Regions from separate parts of the Gossypium arboreum genome. Here region 2 is linked to region 1. A link is a contact called in public Hi-C data. All regions are on one chromosome and are shown on one strand. Each heading gives the region's core, a stretch centred on a gene start, on an enhancer-like site or on the middle of the called end of the contact. The rest is flanking DNA. Distances are from core to core; before and after follow the strand shown.

Region 1 (4,241 bases), core at 1,376-3,875:
TGTTGATCAGGACCTAAAACATAGGCATCCAGAATCTTGTCATGCACAGTATTCAAATGTGTGTGGTATTATACGGCCTAGTAAATCGGAGGTATCAAACCTAAAACATCACAACGATATTATGTATAGACCATAACCGTTTTCTTTTTTTTCCTTTTTCTATCTTAAGAAGGGAGCTCACCTGATAGATCAGCCAAGAGGGCACGAGCTGGTCCCTGGAAAAAATATAAGACTTCAACTATTAGCTCATGTGCATAAAATGAAGAATTAATTATCATTTAAGGCTTGCCTGCACTGTATTGTTAGCAAGATCCAACATCCAAAAGCCGATAACAAAGACAAAAGCCGCCCTTGTTCGTGTACCTTTAAATGTACTACATTGCATACATTATTTTGTCAATCTCTTTATTTTCTTGCAGCAGAAAAAAGAGGTGGGGGAGAGTGAGAGTTGGCTATAAGAGAAGAGAATGAATCAAAAGCAAAAGTGGAAACCTGCAGTGCTCCTTCGTATCACCTAATAAGTATCCAATGTCTGCAGAAAACCCGATTATTATCACCTAGATTGCAAACCTTAGTTTAGAATATATATATATATATATATATATATATAAACGTAAACATAGCATAAAAGGAAAACAATCATCTTCGGTGCTTACAGCAAGAGAGATCATGAGCGCTCCAGCAAGGATAAAAGGCCGCCTTCTACCATATTTGGAAGTGCATTTATCACTCCAAATACCAACACAAGGTTGAACCTAAGATCAAAATGCAAACAATTCTATAAATCATAAATGTAGATAGGTATTATTTATTCTGATTTTGTTTAACTCTAGTCATTTGCATTTATCATGTGCCAACACATTTAAAAAAAATAGGCATTAAACACAAAGGTAACCTGCTTCCTAATTTGCACAGACATACCTTGGGGGAGAGAGAGAGAATGGAAAATTGAATAAGCAAAGAAATTCTCTATTATGCAATCAAACAAATAAATGTTCTAGGGTACCCCCATCTCTACCTTCTACATGAAAGGTAGCCCCAACTATTTAGGAGTTAGTTCAAAATGCAGCACAAGCTATTACAGCAGATCTATCAAATAACCACATTAAAATATCATGTTACACCCATTAGGACTCAAAAATAAAGAGAGGGCAATAATATAGAAAAATACAGCAATATGGTTTCCCATCACCTACCACAAGACCAGTTATCGGACCACAAAGCCAAATAAATGAAGAAAAAGCATGCTCTATTCCAAGTGTCTGCATGAATCAACAAAATATACAGTAATCAGAGAAGCTCAGAGCGTTGAAAAGAAATACAGCCAAGGCTAAAAATAATAATAAATAAAGAGAGTATTATTCTTCAAAAATGACTATAACATTCTTTTAAATAAATAAAGAGAGTATTACATAAGCAAGAAGTAGACAAAATATTTTGAGAATTATTTTAAATGCAAATTATTCTTCAAAAATGACTAACATTCTTTTCTCTAACTAGTACGTTTTAATTTATATTGTTAAAGATGATAAGTATTTCTACAAATTATAAGAAAAATTTCTAGAAAATGATAATAAAAGAAAATCTGCCTCTCAACGCCATGATCTCTCTTTCGTTACCTATAACCACACCAATAATTCTTTCTGCAGTACATGAAAACTAAGTAAATTAATGACTAAACAATAATGAAAAAAGAATTGTAGCATCTACTATCTAACCAATTCAATAATACCAACAAGAAGTGCACTCGCTGATTTTATTTTTCTATTTCCTACAGATAAACCCCCAATAACACAAAAATTGTCATTAAATGTAAACACATTGCACCAAATTCAAACTTCAAAACATTCATGGTCACTAGCTTACTATTTTTCATTAAAATACTTAAACTAACATAAATTACAAGACTAAAGAAAAAAAAAAGAGTATTGGAAAGACCTGAATGTAAGGAGTCAATAGCGATAGTTGTAAAGCCCAACCAAACTGAACCCCGGCGGCGACCGTACAACTAAGAACCAGAGTTATAAAGCTAAAATCCTTAGATCCGGCATGGATCGGCGACGATAAGTTAGCGTTTCCATTGGGAACCCTCGAGGAAGGCGACGAAGAAGAAGCTGAAGGAGAGTTCGGAGAGGAATTTAGATCGATCCGGAAATGAGGATCGTCGGTTATTTCAACCTCCAATTCCTTGTTTAAATTCCTGTAGGGGAACCTGATGGGCACTGAGTCACTCATTCCCGCCATAACCTCTTTGGCTCAGTCTCTGATTATCCTTCACGTGTTAACTCAAAGTAAACCTTCGCATTAAAAAAATGAATACAAAATCAATCAAAATTAAAAGTTGAGGAATGAATGTGTTTCAAGATGATATTTAGGTTTAGGTGCAGGGTCCATGTTGATTTGTGTGATGTGTCGGTTGTGAAAACAAAAGTTTGCCATCAAAGGAAAAAGCGAAAGGGACGTTGATTAAGTGGGAGAAAAAGGATGTGATCAGGACCGTTGGTTTTAAGGGACTTTGTCATTTATTGAAGGGATGCTTTTCTTCTTCAGCAAGGGAAAAAGCACACCGACGACGAGTGAATGCCGGATGCACGCTGGAGTCAAGTTTACGTAGTAGGTTACTATAAATTAAATATAATAGAATGAATGCTAGACTACTCATGCTAACTAAATTATTAGTAAATTTTTATTTTAATAAAAAGTTATAAAATTTGTCAATAAATTATTTTATTAAAATTGTTGTATAGCGCATCATTACATTAATCAAAAGTTTTTTTCATTTTTTTATAATTCAATTCTTTTCATTAAATAATTTTAAATATTATAAATTTACGAATCAAAATTAAAATAATTTTTTTTCTATTTTTGACATTAGTCGTTAGATCGACTTGAATTTAAAGTATTTCTTTTACTTATTGATGGGTATTCATTTATAACTCAATAACCATTTTGTAATTTTTAAAGTTAAATAACCAAAATATAAACTTACGAATAGTTTAGTGACCTTGAGTGTAGCATAAAAACACTTACAAAAATATTTATTTGATTGTGGTTTCAAAATAGTCGTTACTTTCCTTATATATGAAAAAAACCCTATATACTTTTTAAATTGATAAAAGTATTACAAAAGCACTTGTATTAACAGTCAGATTATATTTTGCCCTATTTATTTAAAAATGGATAAATTAATCCTTGTATATTAGATTAAAGAGTAAAATGGTCCTTTTTTGTTAAAAATTTCATCAATGTTTATTGTTAAAAATTGAAGTGATTGACGAAATAACCAAACAATTACACATAGCATGCTACGTGCACCTCATGCTGGCGTACAGAAGCCAAGTTTTAACAATAGAATTGGATGAAATTTTTAATAGAATGACCAGTTTGCTCTTTAATCTAACATACAAAAACTAATTTGCCTGCTATTTTTAGTGGAGGGAGCAAAATGCAATTGACTCCTAGTACAAAGGCCACTACGATACTTTTACCCTTTAAATTCTAGGATAAAGCACAATAATAGTCACTCAAATATACACTTTGTTCACTTTTGGTCACTTAACTTTTTAAAATTAAATATTTTAGTCACTCTTCCATTAATTATCGTTAGCCAATCAACACAAAGATGATGTGGAATTTTTTTATTATTCTAATAATAAATTTAACCTTTTAATATTTACACATTTTATCAATTTGATTCTAAATTTAAAAAAGTTAAATTCTATTAAGAAACAATAAGAGGGGCGATTTTAAGGGGAAGGGGGGAAGACAGGGGACTTGAACCCTCCCAAACATTGAAAATCATGCGATGTAATCCATTTATAAATAATGAAAATTTAAGTTAATATATAGTAAAATTATATTTCAATTCTTTAAAAATAAAAAAAATCATTTAATCCTTCAAAAATAATAAAATAAAAATTTAATAAATAATAAAATTATATTTTAACCTTTTAAAATTTATAATTTAATTTCAATGCTATTAAAAAAAATTCTGAATTTACCCCCTTATCTTACTCTTGGCAATACACGCCATATTTTGTATGGACATGCAGGCTGCAGAGTCCAAATTATTTTCAGCAAAATAATGGCACCTCCTCCGCTGATATCAGAGTAAGCAATGCTTCGCAAGCCAAATTTTAGTTAATTATTTAGATACTTCAGAGCAACATGAAAACTCAAGCAGGCTTCTACGTTCACAAAGATTCTGAATCTCGTACAAGTCCTTAAAACATCTAGATATG
Region 2 (4,330 bases), core at 504-3,003, 180 kb after region 1:
CCTGGTAAATGCTCGTGCAACACGCCATATTCCTTTATCTCGCTGTGCCATGAATTCCCGTCAACAATGACCCTATATAAATTAACGGTTGCAAATGCATATCAAATGAATTGAACGCCGTCACACTAGGCTTAAACTCTCTTTTTCTTGTTTAAAAAATAAACAAGTATGACGAATAGCTCAAATATAAACACTAAAATCAACCTACATAATATAAAAAAAAAAAAGAAAAAGAAAAATGGTTCCCAAATTTAAAAACAAGTATGACGAATTCACGGGTTCAAACTCCGAACCTATCGCAAAATACTACTAATAATGTTATAGGATCCAAACAGAATTTGGTGTGCGGCAAATCACGTGTCAGCGACTGTCATCAGCCTTTGAGGCTGACCTTTCGGGGTCCACTTCTCAAATCTAACATTACATAGCCTTCATTTATGCTTTGAAACTTGGCCAATTCCCATAATCATGAGAAGCGCCACCATCGGTAAACCAATATTTTCTTCTAATACAACAATATAATATTTGCTTTTAATTGCAGCTGTAAATCAACTCATAAAATTTAAGACCCAATTTTCACAACTCTCAACTCTTTTTTTTTAAATATTTTATTTTATAAAATATATAATGATAGACTTGAATGATTTACAGAGTCTGTTGATGACAAGAATCATAAAACATGCATGGTACTCCATGTTTCACCCTTTTCCTATCTCTTCTGCATTACTACCGGAAATCCTAAGATATGGAAAAGGTGTGTAGTACTTAATATAGTAAAACCAAAGGTGAATGAAAATGGGTGTTTATTGCATAAGTAAACTCCTTATAATGGCTGCTTGGTCGCTATCGCCGTCTGTGGAAGCTAATAGCTGGGATAACCGGTCGCTTAGGTCCTCCACTTCTCTATGTAAGCTTCTGATATAGTTGCAAGTCTCCTGTAATACCTTGGAAGTTGATACCTGAAGAGATATTAGAGAGAAAAATATATTATGGATCTTTTCTTTTTCTATTGAAGTTGGAATATAAAATTAAATTAAGTTTTGATGATATAATATTTGAGCGTGATGTGTAAACTAAACATGAGGTGCTAAAAATGAGGAACAGATGGAGTCCCACACCTTCAACTTGTTGCTAGAAGGCACCACATCAAAATAAATGAGGCGCATGACTTATCTACGAAAGTGAACGGAGTCCTCACAAAAGAAAGGGTGTTTTTATTTATTTATTTTATTTAGAAAAAAGTAGAAAGAGTGGTGTGGTAGTCGGTATACCTTGTCGAATCGCCTTCGACGAAGTTCAGGGATAAGGTGTTGCAGCTTGGAAACAAGATCGGTGATCTGATTGTCAGTGATACTGGAAACACTTGACTGCTTGGAACGTGATCTTCTGCCTGACATTGTGTTTTAAAATAACTTCTACTATATTTTTTGTGTCAAGAAACTAAATGAATGAAGGCTTAAGGAAAGTGAGGATATCTGAAACTCTTGATTAAATTGACAAATGGGGTGTGGATTTGTCACCGAAGAAAACCTAAGAAAAAAGGGAATACGATAATATATGCATAAAGGACCTGGAACTTAAGCTGAGAAAAGAGCAAAGAGATGAGTTAACCAAGAACAAAGAGAAGAGAGGTTATGATGCTTTGCTTTGAAGACAGAAGTGGGATATGCTGCTTTTTATATAGGGTTCGAGTCTACTCCCAAATCTTAATTTTTATTTATTTATATATATATGTAAAAGTGCGCTCATTCTCGTGTGCATGCACCGAAGAAGAGGAAACAAGTTTTAAGAATTCATTTGATTCAAGAAAAGGGAAGATTATTATTGGAGTTTTATCTACCATCAATTAATAATAAAATAATATATTATGATTGAATAAAAATAAATAATTTATAAATAAATATAAATAATTTTATTTAAATATAATTAAACAATAATTAACTATAAATAATTATTAAAATCTTAAATTGAACATAAAAAGAAATGGACGGCACAACATGTATCCTCTGTCTCCCAGTTTCAAAGACCAAGTTCTCCTATTTTAATGTAACTAGAGAAAGCAACGAAGAAGGAGAAGAATAAAGACATGGTCGTTTTAGAAATAGAGGCGACTCAAGAAGATGAGAATAAAGCATCATTCAGATACATCCTTTTGGATACCAAAGATCGAGAAGGGTGGTGTGAGTTTCAGTTTTGACAATAATGAATTTGTGCTAAATGATGATGATGCCATGATTTCTCGAGAAAGATTGTACCTGTAACAATCTATTTTTCAGTAGTGTCAGAAATAGTGGTTTCGGAACTTCATTTCCGACGAGTGAGTAATAATATTTACGATGTTAGTATAAAGTTTAATTAAAGTTTGGTCTTTTCATTTTTTCGACTGGAGAGTTAATTAAGGTACAATGACTAATTTGTAAACTGATATTGTTATTTTAGTAAAAAAGAACTAAAGTGTAAATATTTCAAAATTAGAATGAAATTTCTATAAATATAGGTATTAGAGGGCTGTAGAGGGATGAGATTGGAATCAGAGCTTAAATGTGAAAGATATTATTGTTTAGGTTTTAGGGATTAAATTGAATAAAATATGAAACTTTAGTGAATTTGTGAAAAGTGAAATTAAAATGTCATATGCATAGAATAAGATGTTATAAGGTAATTGAAACTGATAATTTGAAATGAATTACCGTATAGATCAAAATTTGGACTAGCTAGTAGATAATCGAGCAAAAAATTACGGATTAGTCCTCAATATTGCACTTATAGTCGTTTTGGTTTGGTAAGTTCATATGGTGTAGTTATGTTTGTAAATATATTGGATATGTTTAAATTATGAAATTAAATCTTGTGATTGCATTTTGAATTGGTTACAAAATGGTACAAAAAGGCGAGAAATGGATTGAATTGTAAAGAAATGAATTAATGTGTTAAATGTGCCTAAAGGAACGTATGCATACAATTGGCATGCCAATAGGTTTATTTGCGTGTTGTGCGGGATATGGTATGAGATGATACTGACGTACCGAGAATTCATTATTTAAATCGGAATCCAATATTTGTTGCGGATTACCGAGCTGTTTATGGTGGCATTCAAATTAGTAAACGCACAGAGGACAAATGGTTGGTTGAAAAGTTCCCAAGATGGCTTGCGAAACAGGTAAATTGTCACTATTAAAATAATTTATCATATTATTTATGTAATGAGGGAACATTGTAGTAATTTGTTCATAGAATAAGATCTAATTGATTTCCTACTATATGGTTAGATTCCAAAGATGGAAGTTGAACAAGTTGATCTTGATGTAATTGCTCTTGCTCGAGGACCGCATAAGGTGGTTTCCACATATGATGGGCTTATAATTAATGGTTTTAGGGTCCATACTAAAAAACTTGAGCAACATCGTAAAACTCAAAATAGTGGTGTGATGGTTTTTGCTGTCGGGAGAAACTATTATGGCAATTGCATTGAAATTATCGAGCTAAACTATTATGAAAGGTTTTGGGTTATCATGCTTAGATGTGATTGGGTGAATATTAAATCTCCTAGGAGTATGAAGAAGGATGCAAATGGTTTTATTATGGTGAAATTTTCTGAGCTTATCCATACAGGGAATCGTGATTCGGACGATCCATACATACTGGCTTCTCAAGCGAAACAAGTATTTTATGTCGAGGATGGCAAGAGTGAAGGATGGCTCCATGTTATCGGAATAAAGCCAAGAGATTTGTTCAATCTAAGCGTTGAAACCCACAGAGAAGATGATGAATATCCGCAGTGTGATCATCATATTGTAGCTTAATAATTTTAGTTTTAATTTCAACAAGAATAATGTTTTGAAGTGCAAATATTTAGTGTAATTGACATTTTTAATGCAGTATAGCAGAATGAATTGCCCAAAAGAAATAGAGCACACAAGGGCGTGTGTTAAGCCATGTGGCCAAGTTAGTTTCGACCACAGGCTAGACACACAGGAGTGTGGTCAGCCATGTGGCTAAGTTAGTAGCCTCCCTAAATTTCACATGGCCTGGCACACAAGCATGTCTTGTGGTCGTGTGGACAAGTCAGTATGTATGCCCTGTTTTGACATAGCTTAGACACACGGGCGTGTGACCTGTACAACTATGAAAAATGTTTAAGTTTTGAAAAATTTTGTATGAGCTCGGTTTAGTCCTAACCCCTTTCTAATGCATGCTTAAGGTCTCGATAAGGGACTCCATGGTAATGTTTGACTATGATTGTGAATGATGTATTTGAATTGTTCGTAAAATGTTCCAAAATGTTTGGTAACACTTTTTACCCGGGTTTGGTGACGGATACAGGTTAGGG

What was found. A called contact is a pair of places that touch in the nucleus more often than the background predicts.
Region 2: a contact with region 1 is called in a Hi-C map of leaf, with 3 times the contacts expected there. The contact joins the promoter of LOC108485839 here to the promoter of LOC108486632 in region 1. A contact is called at or near these places in 2 of 5 Hi-C or Micro-C datasets (both in leaf).

The regions. Positions count from the first base shown.
Region 1 is chr3:49,709,163-49,713,403 of ASM2569848v2, forward strand. It overlaps LOC108486632 (sucrose transport protein SUC3-like), which reads right to left and starts at 2,626. Exons shown (of 14, transcript XM_017790782.2): 1 at 1,939-2,626; 2 at 1,197-1,262; 3 at 657-755; 4 at 493-557; 5 at 290-374; 6 at 182-215; 7 at 1-13. The coding sequence starts at 2,244.
Region 2 is chr3:49,888,162-49,892,491 of ASM2569848v2, forward strand. It overlaps LOC108485839 (transcription factor PRE6-like), which reads right to left and starts at 1,754. Exons shown (of 2, transcript XM_017789687.2): 1 at 1,272-1,754; 2 at 574-959. The coding sequence starts at 1,397. The coding sequence ends at 804.